Linked DNA regions of Mus musculus: all the other regions are linked to region 1. Evidence: chromatin contacts called from public promoter capture Hi-C data. All regions are on one chromosome and are shown on one strand. Each heading gives the region's core, a stretch centred on a gene start, on an enhancer-like site or on the middle of the called end of the contact. The rest is flanking DNA. Distances are from core to core; before and after follow the strand shown.

What was found. Promoter capture Hi-C pulls out the DNA fragments that hold promoters and counts their contacts.
Region 2: a promoter capture Hi-C map of pre-B cells shows a contact between it and region 1, with 4 times the contacts expected there. The contact joins the promoter of BC005537 here to the enhancer-like site in region 1. A contact is called at or near these places in 4 of 39 promoter capture datasets (the HPC-7 cell line, HPC-7-derived erythroid cells, hippocampal neurons and 1 more) and 2 of 115 datasets of contacts at active chromatin or transcription factors (embryonic stem cells and large pre-B cells).
Region 3: a contact with region 1 is called in a promoter capture Hi-C map of pre-B cells, with 3 times the contacts expected there. The contact joins the promoter of D130043K22Rik here to the enhancer-like site in region 1. A contact is called at or near these places in 3 of 39 promoter capture datasets (cranial neural crest, liver and pre-B cells) and 3 of 115 datasets of contacts at active chromatin or transcription factors (the 230-238 cell line, large pre-B cells and pro-B cells).

What each region holds. Positions count from the first base shown.
Region 1 is chr13:23,897,105-23,899,804 of GRCm38.p6, forward strand. It overlaps Slc17a4 (solute carrier family 17 (sodium phosphate), member 4), which reads right to left. Exons shown (of 12, transcript NM_177016.3): 12 at 785-1,805. The coding sequence ends at 1,671. Among named protein-coding and RNA genes, the nearest start is that of Slc17a4, 17 kb to the right of the region's middle. Within about 2 kb of position 1,302, at least 30 of the 459 cell types and tissues checked have an H3K27ac peak or open chromatin away from gene starts, as enhancers often do. A contact at or near this core is called in the HPC-7 cell line, pre-B cells and pro-B cells, where this site is marked.
Region 2 is chr13:24,800,326-24,803,025 of GRCm38.p6, forward strand. BC005537 (cDNA sequence BC005537) reads left to right here and starts at 1,332. Exons shown (of 5, transcript NM_024473.3): 1 at 1,332-2,700.
Region 3 is chr13:24,843,685-24,846,538 of GRCm38.p6, forward strand. It overlaps D130043K22Rik (RIKEN cDNA D130043K22 gene), which reads left to right and starts at 1,447. Exons shown (of 21, transcript NM_001081051.2): 1 at 1,447-1,615.

The sequences.
Region 1 (2,700 bases), core at 52-2,551:
GCTGGTGCAAGAGAATCCAGCCCATTGTGGTCAGGACCACCCAGAAGCAGATGGTCCTGGGCTATATAAGAATCTAGTGAAATGTGAGGTTATGTCCTACTACCTCCCCCAACCCATGCAATGGACCACCACTCCTGGGATCGCACTGGAACCCCCCAAGCCAACTTTCTTATGCAGTGTGACCACTGAAAATCAGAACCTGATTATGTCCCTTCCCATTAAAATACCTCCACTGATTTCAATGTAAAGACCAACACTCTTTCTTCACTGGGTCCACAGCGCCACGTGTGTTCTTGACCTCCATACTTCTAGAACCTCTCATAGCCCACTCTGTTCTTATTCACCCGATTTTTCTCTCCTGCACCAAACCTTTCTATATGCTGCAGATTTTCCCAGAGGGTCTTCCTAGAACATCCCTAGCACCAGGCTCCTACATGAAGTGACCTTCAGATTCCAGCTCAATTGATGCTGTGTAATGGCGGCCACCCTTAAATTAGAGCATGACACTTCCTTATTTTAGTAAGATGTGCCCCTCCTTATTACATATTGCACAGCTATCACTACGCACTCCCTTGTGATACTTTTAGTAAAGTCACATATCCCCCTGTGATAATGAACTACTACAAGCTGTTCATGATTATGATGTCTGACCTGTTTCCATACACACTAATGTATCCATTAATATTCATTTAGTGTTTGAGCATTTCTCTTCTCTTTTGTTGTTCCTGTGTCACCTGTGTGGATTCTTAATGAAAAGAGACATTGGAAATGAAGTGAAGCAAGCACGGGTCTCACATACATTTTTAGGAGACATTTTACATCAAATGAGGCCTGGTGAACAATGGCTGCGATTGTAAGCATCAGAGAAACAGGCATAGGGTATCCATGATGCTGCAAAGCAGTACCTGAGGAGATCAGAGACACACAAGGCAATTCTACTCCCTAAGACTAAGACATAAGGGATTTGCACAAATCTACATACAGATGAGGGACCCAGGCTAAAGTGGTCAGAAAGAAGAAAGATGTGAATAGAACAGTGGACTCCAGAGAGTGCCTGGGTGGTTGGTGTTCTTATTGCAGAAGTGGTTTTGATCCAAAGCCAGGATCCACATACAGAAAGCTGTCTGGAATGACTAGATTCTACTACTCCTCTTGTATTAGTTGAAGAAAGTTCATTGCTTTTTGCATGATGGATTAATTTTTTTATTGCTCTTCATCCTGACTATTTTCAGTTAGACATCCTACACGCACCAAGAGCCACAGTAATTCTTTAACCTCCTCACTTGGCTACAGCTGCAGAACTTCCGGCTCACAAACATCCTGTTTTCCAGGCTGTCGGTTCTCTTTGCTGACAGCTTAGAGTTCGTGGTATCATTCTCCTGTGGTTCCAACTCGTCACTGCTGTACTTCGGGGCAAACTCTCCTCCAGTCCCATGGCAACAGGGGAAAGTATAGAGGATTTGTAGAACCTGTGATTTCAGGAGCACACAGTTCTAAATAACCAGTCTTTTCTTTCCTTTGTGAAATCTCCAGGCATGGAAAAAAATACCTTTAGTATCACACAGCCAGGGTCTCTTAAATGATCCTGAAATGAAGCCTCTTCCAGTAGGAGAGCTTTAGCTGTCCAGTGGGCACAAAAGCAAGTCTTTTTTACTCATCACTAACGTTGCTCAGAGATGGGTGAATGTCGGTTCCTTAGCCCAGTCCTGTACCTCTGCCCGGCTGAAGATGAGGTAGAAGAGCAGGCCTACTACATCAATAGCAGCTGCAAGGAAGAAGACATTTCTCCAGCCAAACTCTGAATCCTGGAGACAGGAAGCTACCTGTTAGTAATGGTGGCTTGCTTCTTGCCCCTGGCTCAGAACAGTTGTGGTTCTACACCTTGATGTTCCTTCTTCTATCTCAGCTCAGCCTTCATGGCTCCCATCTTGCTTCTGGGATAGAATGTTGCATGCCCCACACCAGGACCACATACCCCCTCTTCCCTCTGCTAAAGGCACTTCCCATCATTTGAGTCACTTTCTCACTTTTACTCTAGCACTTGTTTAATGTCACCTTTTCAAAGATTCCTCTTTGACCACACACACACACACACACACACACACACACACACAATCAGCCATGTTTCCTACTCTCTCTTTTCAGAATAATATGTCTGTAATTCACTTTAGTTTTCTGTCAATTTCTTTTTTCAATATGGATTTCATGGGGTACGACTGGGAGACTTTTGTATGTTTGTTTGCTAAAACAATTGGTTTAGTACATGCTAATATTTAATAGTTTGTTGAATGAATGAATGTACTGATCAGTCAGTCAAGTGGCAAGAGAAACAAAGCCTCTATGAGAATTACCTTTTAAACAATCCCTAGCAGTGTGCTTTCGGAGACTAGGAAGGAATGGAAGCTTCAAAAGCAAGAGGGAATTTGATTTCATTAAAACAAAAATCTTTTCTTAATCTCCTGCCTTTTCCCTGAGTTACTAACACACAGTCATGGGCAAGTTAAAAATGAGGATTTTTATAAATGTCACAGACATCCATTTCCATCTGAAATTTATATCTGTATAATTCTTAGGCAATGATCAAGTCATTGGGTTTAATTATTTATTTTTTTTTAACCTTCTCTTCTTTCAAGGATTTGTTTGTGAGACAGATTAACAACGTGACCAAACTGGCCTCACAAGTGCGGGGATTATAAACAT
Region 2 (2,700 bases), core at 82-2,581, 900 kb after region 1:
CGACTTCTAGGGAATAATAAAATGACCCTAACCACCCTTCAGTCTTCCGGGTTTCTTCCTCACTCTGGCCCTTCCAACACCCATTTTTCCGCCCACTTCCCCGGCTTTGGCTTTTGAGCATCTCTGGAGCAGTGATTCTCAACCTCCCCATTGCTAAGATCCTTCAGTACTGTTCCTCATATTGTGCTGACTCCCAACCGTAAATTTCTGTTGCTACTTCTTAACTGTAATGTTGCTGCTGTTATGAATGTTAATGTTTTCCGATGGTCTTAGGCAACCTCTATAAAAGGATCATTGGATTCTCCCGTATGGGGTGCGACCCACAGGTTGAGAACCGCTGCTTTAACAGGACCCCCACCCTACCCCACCCCCTAAGTCCAACTACCGCTCCCCAGCATAGCCCAGGGTGGAGCTACTCTCTCCGCTTCGTCATGGAGGGCGTAGGGGGCGTGCTCTTATGACGTAAAAGGACGGGGCGGGGGAGACCTGGACAGCCTGACGGAGGGACAGAGGGGCGGAGGGAGTGGCGGGAGACCCTTGCCACGCCTTAGGACTTTCCATATTGATAAATAGGGGAAATGTGTGTTCTCAAACACCCCTAGGAAAAGAAGTATCTTACTGAAAGCCTAATTTCAAAGCTACTCACTATTTATACCGACTTTTATATGTCACACATTACTAGCTTTTCGGTTTTTCTGTCTCCATAACTGTGAAAACCTTCACGCTTCTTTTCCCGCCTCCCCCTTCAGTTTTTGCCACAGATGGTAGCGTCCGGGGCGCGCGCAGGCGTAGAGCGCTCGGGGCGGTGCCGCGGAGGGGCGGGTGACGCAGCAGCCGTCGCTGCCATTTTAAGTTGTTTGTTCTTGTTTCTTTTCCTCAAACGCGACTCAGCCCCGGACCCGGGAGGTTCCAGCGGCAGCCGCTGCTTCTGAAGCCACTCCGGTGCGGGGGGTGGGGGAACCGAGGCTGTGGCCCCGCGGACGCTCGACCTCCTCCTCCGTTGCGGCTCTCTCCCCCCATCCGTCGGGGCTCTCTCTTGGACTATCTTCCTGAACCGGACTGTTGGGCGAAGCAGGCCTCGGGAGCCGACGCTCGAACCGAGACAACTTTGCCGGGCTCACTCCGCGGACAGGCCGTAGCGCAGGGCTCCCCTCCTTCCCTCTTCCCTCCCGCGCGCTTTCCTCTTCCTCGCCGTCTCCCCCCTCCCCCTACCAACCCCGCGCCGCGTCCTTCCCTCCGTCGCCGCCCGGGGCGCCGAGCCCGACTATGGGGCCCAGGTGGGGGCTGAGTGGCGGCAGCAGCGCGCGTGGCCCGGCCACAGAGCGCAGCGCAGCGGGCATGGAGGGGCTCCGTCGGCCCGTCGTGTTCTCTTGACATGGCTCCCGCCCGCGCCACGAGCAGCGCCCCCGCCGCCGCCGCCGCCTCCTCCTCCGCAGCCGCCGCTCCGCCCGCAGGCTGCGGCTAGACGGCCCACCGACGGTCGGCCTGCGAGTCCCGCTCTCCTCTCCGCGGGGACCCCGCCCTGCCGCCTAGATCCCGGCCTCTCTGTCCCCTTGGGAAACCACCCAGCCGCCCCCACTCGGGAAACATGGGCTGTTGAACGGGAAAAGCGAATCTAGAACCCGGGAACTTCATTCCTTGCTTTTTTTTGGGGTGGGAGGGTGGGCTTCCTTTTAAGAAGTAATTATTATTAACACGATTATTCTCTTCTTTTCCCCTCCTCCCAACTGATCCTTCCTACTTAACTCTCTTCCCGCCTCCTCTACCCGGGCGGGAATTGTTTCCACATTGAAATGAGTGAGAACCCGAGTGATCCAGTGTCTCCCGTGGTGCGAGTGAGTCGCTGCCGCTGAAGGCCAGGGGTTGTGGGTGGGACCTGGGGGTCGAAGGCAGGTGATCCCCGGGCCCGGCCTGGGACGTGGGAGAACCCGCCACCTTAGCCTCAGCCATGCTCACACGAAGATAATCGAACTCCCTACCATCCCGAACTTGAACGGGGTCAAATTTATACGGAGGGCTCCCCGGGGAATGTAGAACCCACCGCAGGGCTAAGGGTGCTTGGATCCCGGGCATTAATCAGGGCTAATCACAGAGCCGGAATAACTATTAATACCGTTTAATAGACCCCCCTTTCCCTCTGCCATCATGGTTCTCCTTGGCAGCAGCGTTCGCAGCCGCCTGAGGGTGAAAACGTGGGTGATGGGGAAGTTGGTAATGACTCCGCTGTTTTTTCTCATGACTCCTTTGGGCAACAGCTGTCCACCCCCGGTATACACTGTAGTTGATTGCAGGGAAACCCTGTACCTCTCCCCTTCTTTCTCTGCTGATTTTGCACTTTTCTCTTTGCTCACCACCAAGTGTAATCAATAGCAAAGCACTGACAGTTCATAGCAGTAGTGAAATCTGAAATAACTAAGAATTAATCAGGTACTACAGCCATGGATCTGGCTGGGTAAAATCCAACTGGGGATTTCAGTTTCATTCACCTACCCTGTTTTGGTGGTTTTCAGTTTTTGGGTTTTTTGTTTTGGGGGGGGTATTTTTTTTTTCCCTGTATTTGGGAAGCAACATCACAATTTTCCCTCCCTTTTCTCAATTTCTTAATCCCTTTTCTGAAAAGGGACTATGCGAATGGGTTTCAAGGATTGGACCGGTGTCAGCTGTGTTTTACTGCGCACCTAAATCCTGATGATCGGTTTT
Region 3 (2,854 bases), core at 197-2,696, 950 kb after region 1:
CTTTTGCTCCTATATGAGGGCTGGGAGAGTTGTACACTGATTTAACTATTCTCATCTTGTGACTCATGCCTTCTGTATCTCTTCACTGCCTGCATCTTTTCTCTAGCTATCATTAATATGTACCATGAGAGAAGGAAATGTCTTCCTACAGTGAGGTTTGGTGTTTGCCCTCTGAGCCCATTTAGTGACTGAATTAATGATTTTTCCCCCTTTTTAGTCCATGCTTATTTTTATTCTCAGTCTTCTATTTTGGTTTTTTTGAAACATGGTTTCTCTGTAGCCTTGGCTGTCCTGGAACTCCCTCTGTAAACCATGTTGGCTTTGAGATGTAGCTGCCTCTACAACTGTAGGACTGGGATTAAAGGCCCGGGCCTTCTCCGTTTTATAGCTTATTCTCTTTACCTCCTTAGTGGCTCTTTATCTCCATTAGTTAACGTGTTCATCCTATATGATGCTTTTACATGTATGGTGTTTGTAAGTACACATGAGGAGGCCAGAGGGCAGTTTGTGGAGTCATTTCCAATTTTATGTGGGTCTTCTGGTAGATCTAACTCAAGTCATCAGCCTTGGTAAAGTAAGTCCCTCTACTACTGGCTGAGCCATCTCACTGCCCCTCCCCTTAAGAGAAAAGCCTCATTAAGTAGCCTGGGCTGGCCTGGTAACTGTATCTGGCTTTTTAATTTATTGTTTGAAAGAGTGTTATTGTTTGAAATCGTGAAGCTCTTGCTTCAGCCTCATGAGTCCTAGGGTGGACTTCTGTTCTTGGGTCATCTCCATTTTCTAACAGGAGACATTTAGTAACATTTGTAACCTGTCTGATGTTTCTCCACAAAGATGACAGTGCAGGCTTATACTGGTGTGCGACTCAGTCATTAAGCCACCGTGGATGTATAAAGAATACTCTGCCCGTCCTTTCTGCCCCTTAATGCCAGTTCCTAGACACTTTCTTGTCCTTATTACAAAACTAAAAATACAAGGAACAGTGTTCCACTGACTTAGAATTTCCTCTGACTCAAGATTCTCACTACAAGACACAAATGTTGAAATGCACTTGGCACCCATTTAACCTGCAAAGTAGAGTTGCTCTGTGACGACCTAGGCCCAGTTTACCATCCTTGATTTGAAAGCAGCACTTGAAACCAAGCAGATTAGTTATGGGGTTGGGGGTCTTGCAAAAAGGCTTGGCTGGAAACAAGACTTGAATGGCCAGGTGACTTGACTTGGAGTAGTCTGAGCCAAGCAGTGCTTGCTTCCCCGGGTGGAGCATTTTTCTAGACGACCTGTCTATCCCCTCAACAGTTCAGAACCATGGCAGGAAAGGGGTGGGCGAGGGACCAGAGCAGGGAAGCAACGGAGGCCCCTCTGCTTAGCGGGGCAGTGCGGGCTGCGGCGCAGGCCATCCCTAGGGGCGTGTGTGCGCGTGCGTATGCGTCGCCCTGGTAACCCGGGAGGCAGAAAGGCGCTGAATCACCAGCGCGGGCTCGCAGCGTCTGTCTGTGCAGCCGCAGGGGTGGGCAGGTGTCGCCTGCAGGTGTGCCTCGCAGGTGTCTCAACTGGACATCAGCGGCTGGCCAGTCTGGAGTACCGCGGAGCCTGGAGATCGCTGGGGATGGAGGTAAGAGCCGCACTCAGCTGCCTGCGTTCCTGTTTGGATCGATGGGTTCTCAGCAGGGTGGAGTCAGGGAGACTTGGGCAGCTAACCTTAAACCTAAGAATCGGTTTCTTTAAAGTTCATTCAGAACTGGCATTTGCTAAATGCATTTCGTATCTTAGTCAGAGGCTTTTAATCTGGACTCCAGGTCCCCGGATTTCTAGCTAGGGTGTAGTTGGGATTCCTCCTTACCTCTGCCTAGGGATGCAGGATATGAGTGTGTTTATGAGACTGGGTGATGGGGTGTTGAACGAAGCTCCAGTGAGCTTGCAGTGTTTAGCTTCAGCAGCCACCTCAGGTGCAGAATCCCATCTCCCAGCCCAGCTGGCCAACTGTCAGCAACGACGACAGCAAGCAGGTAGGTGGTGTCAGAAAAAAAAAAAAAAAAAAAAAAAAAAAAAAAAAGCCAAGAGGGGGACTTCTAAGGCTTCTTCTGGACACCTAGGAAAAGCAATCCTAGATAGTTGCATGATTTGATGGTTTCCCTGTTTCGTGGAGGCGGGAGATTTGGGGATCTTTCCAACCTCGCAAATTGCATGCTTTAGACTGAAGAATTACCTTTAAATTTCGTTTAGTGCTGTTGTCGTGGACCTCGCTACCACTTACCAAATGCATTCATCTCCTCTCTTTACCGTCACCAGAAGCTTAGCGCTGTATAAAGGCTTTTCTTCCTGCTCTTTGAATTCTCTCCAAGGAATGGCACAGATTTATCAGGATCACAAAGCTGCAATCGCTAGTCATCGTTCTCAACACCATTTGTTTTCATAATTGTCTGAAGGGAGCAAGCAAGCCGGAGCATATTCACGCTCATCTTTATTGCTGGCTTTACTGAACATTTTCGTTTGTGAGTTAGATGTTGATATTTTTCCTAGTGCTTGAGCAGAAAAGTTGAGTGGCATTTGTGTTAATAATGGAAAAAAGTGTAGATCACATTTCCTAAAAACCACAAAAATGTTCAAGGTGGATGTGTGTATTAATTTATTCCTGAAATGCACGGCGCCTGGGAAAGTTCCTCAGAGAGACTGAAGTTGTGTCACATGTACATTTTTATTTCATGCTCATGATTTTAGTTACTTCTAATGCAGATGGGGCAAAGTAGAGATTTCAGTTCAGTTCCAAACTTAGAACTCACTGAGAAAGCTGAATTCTCTGCAAACTGAACAGGAGATAAAACAAGAAACAAGACAAACAAACAAAAGCCTG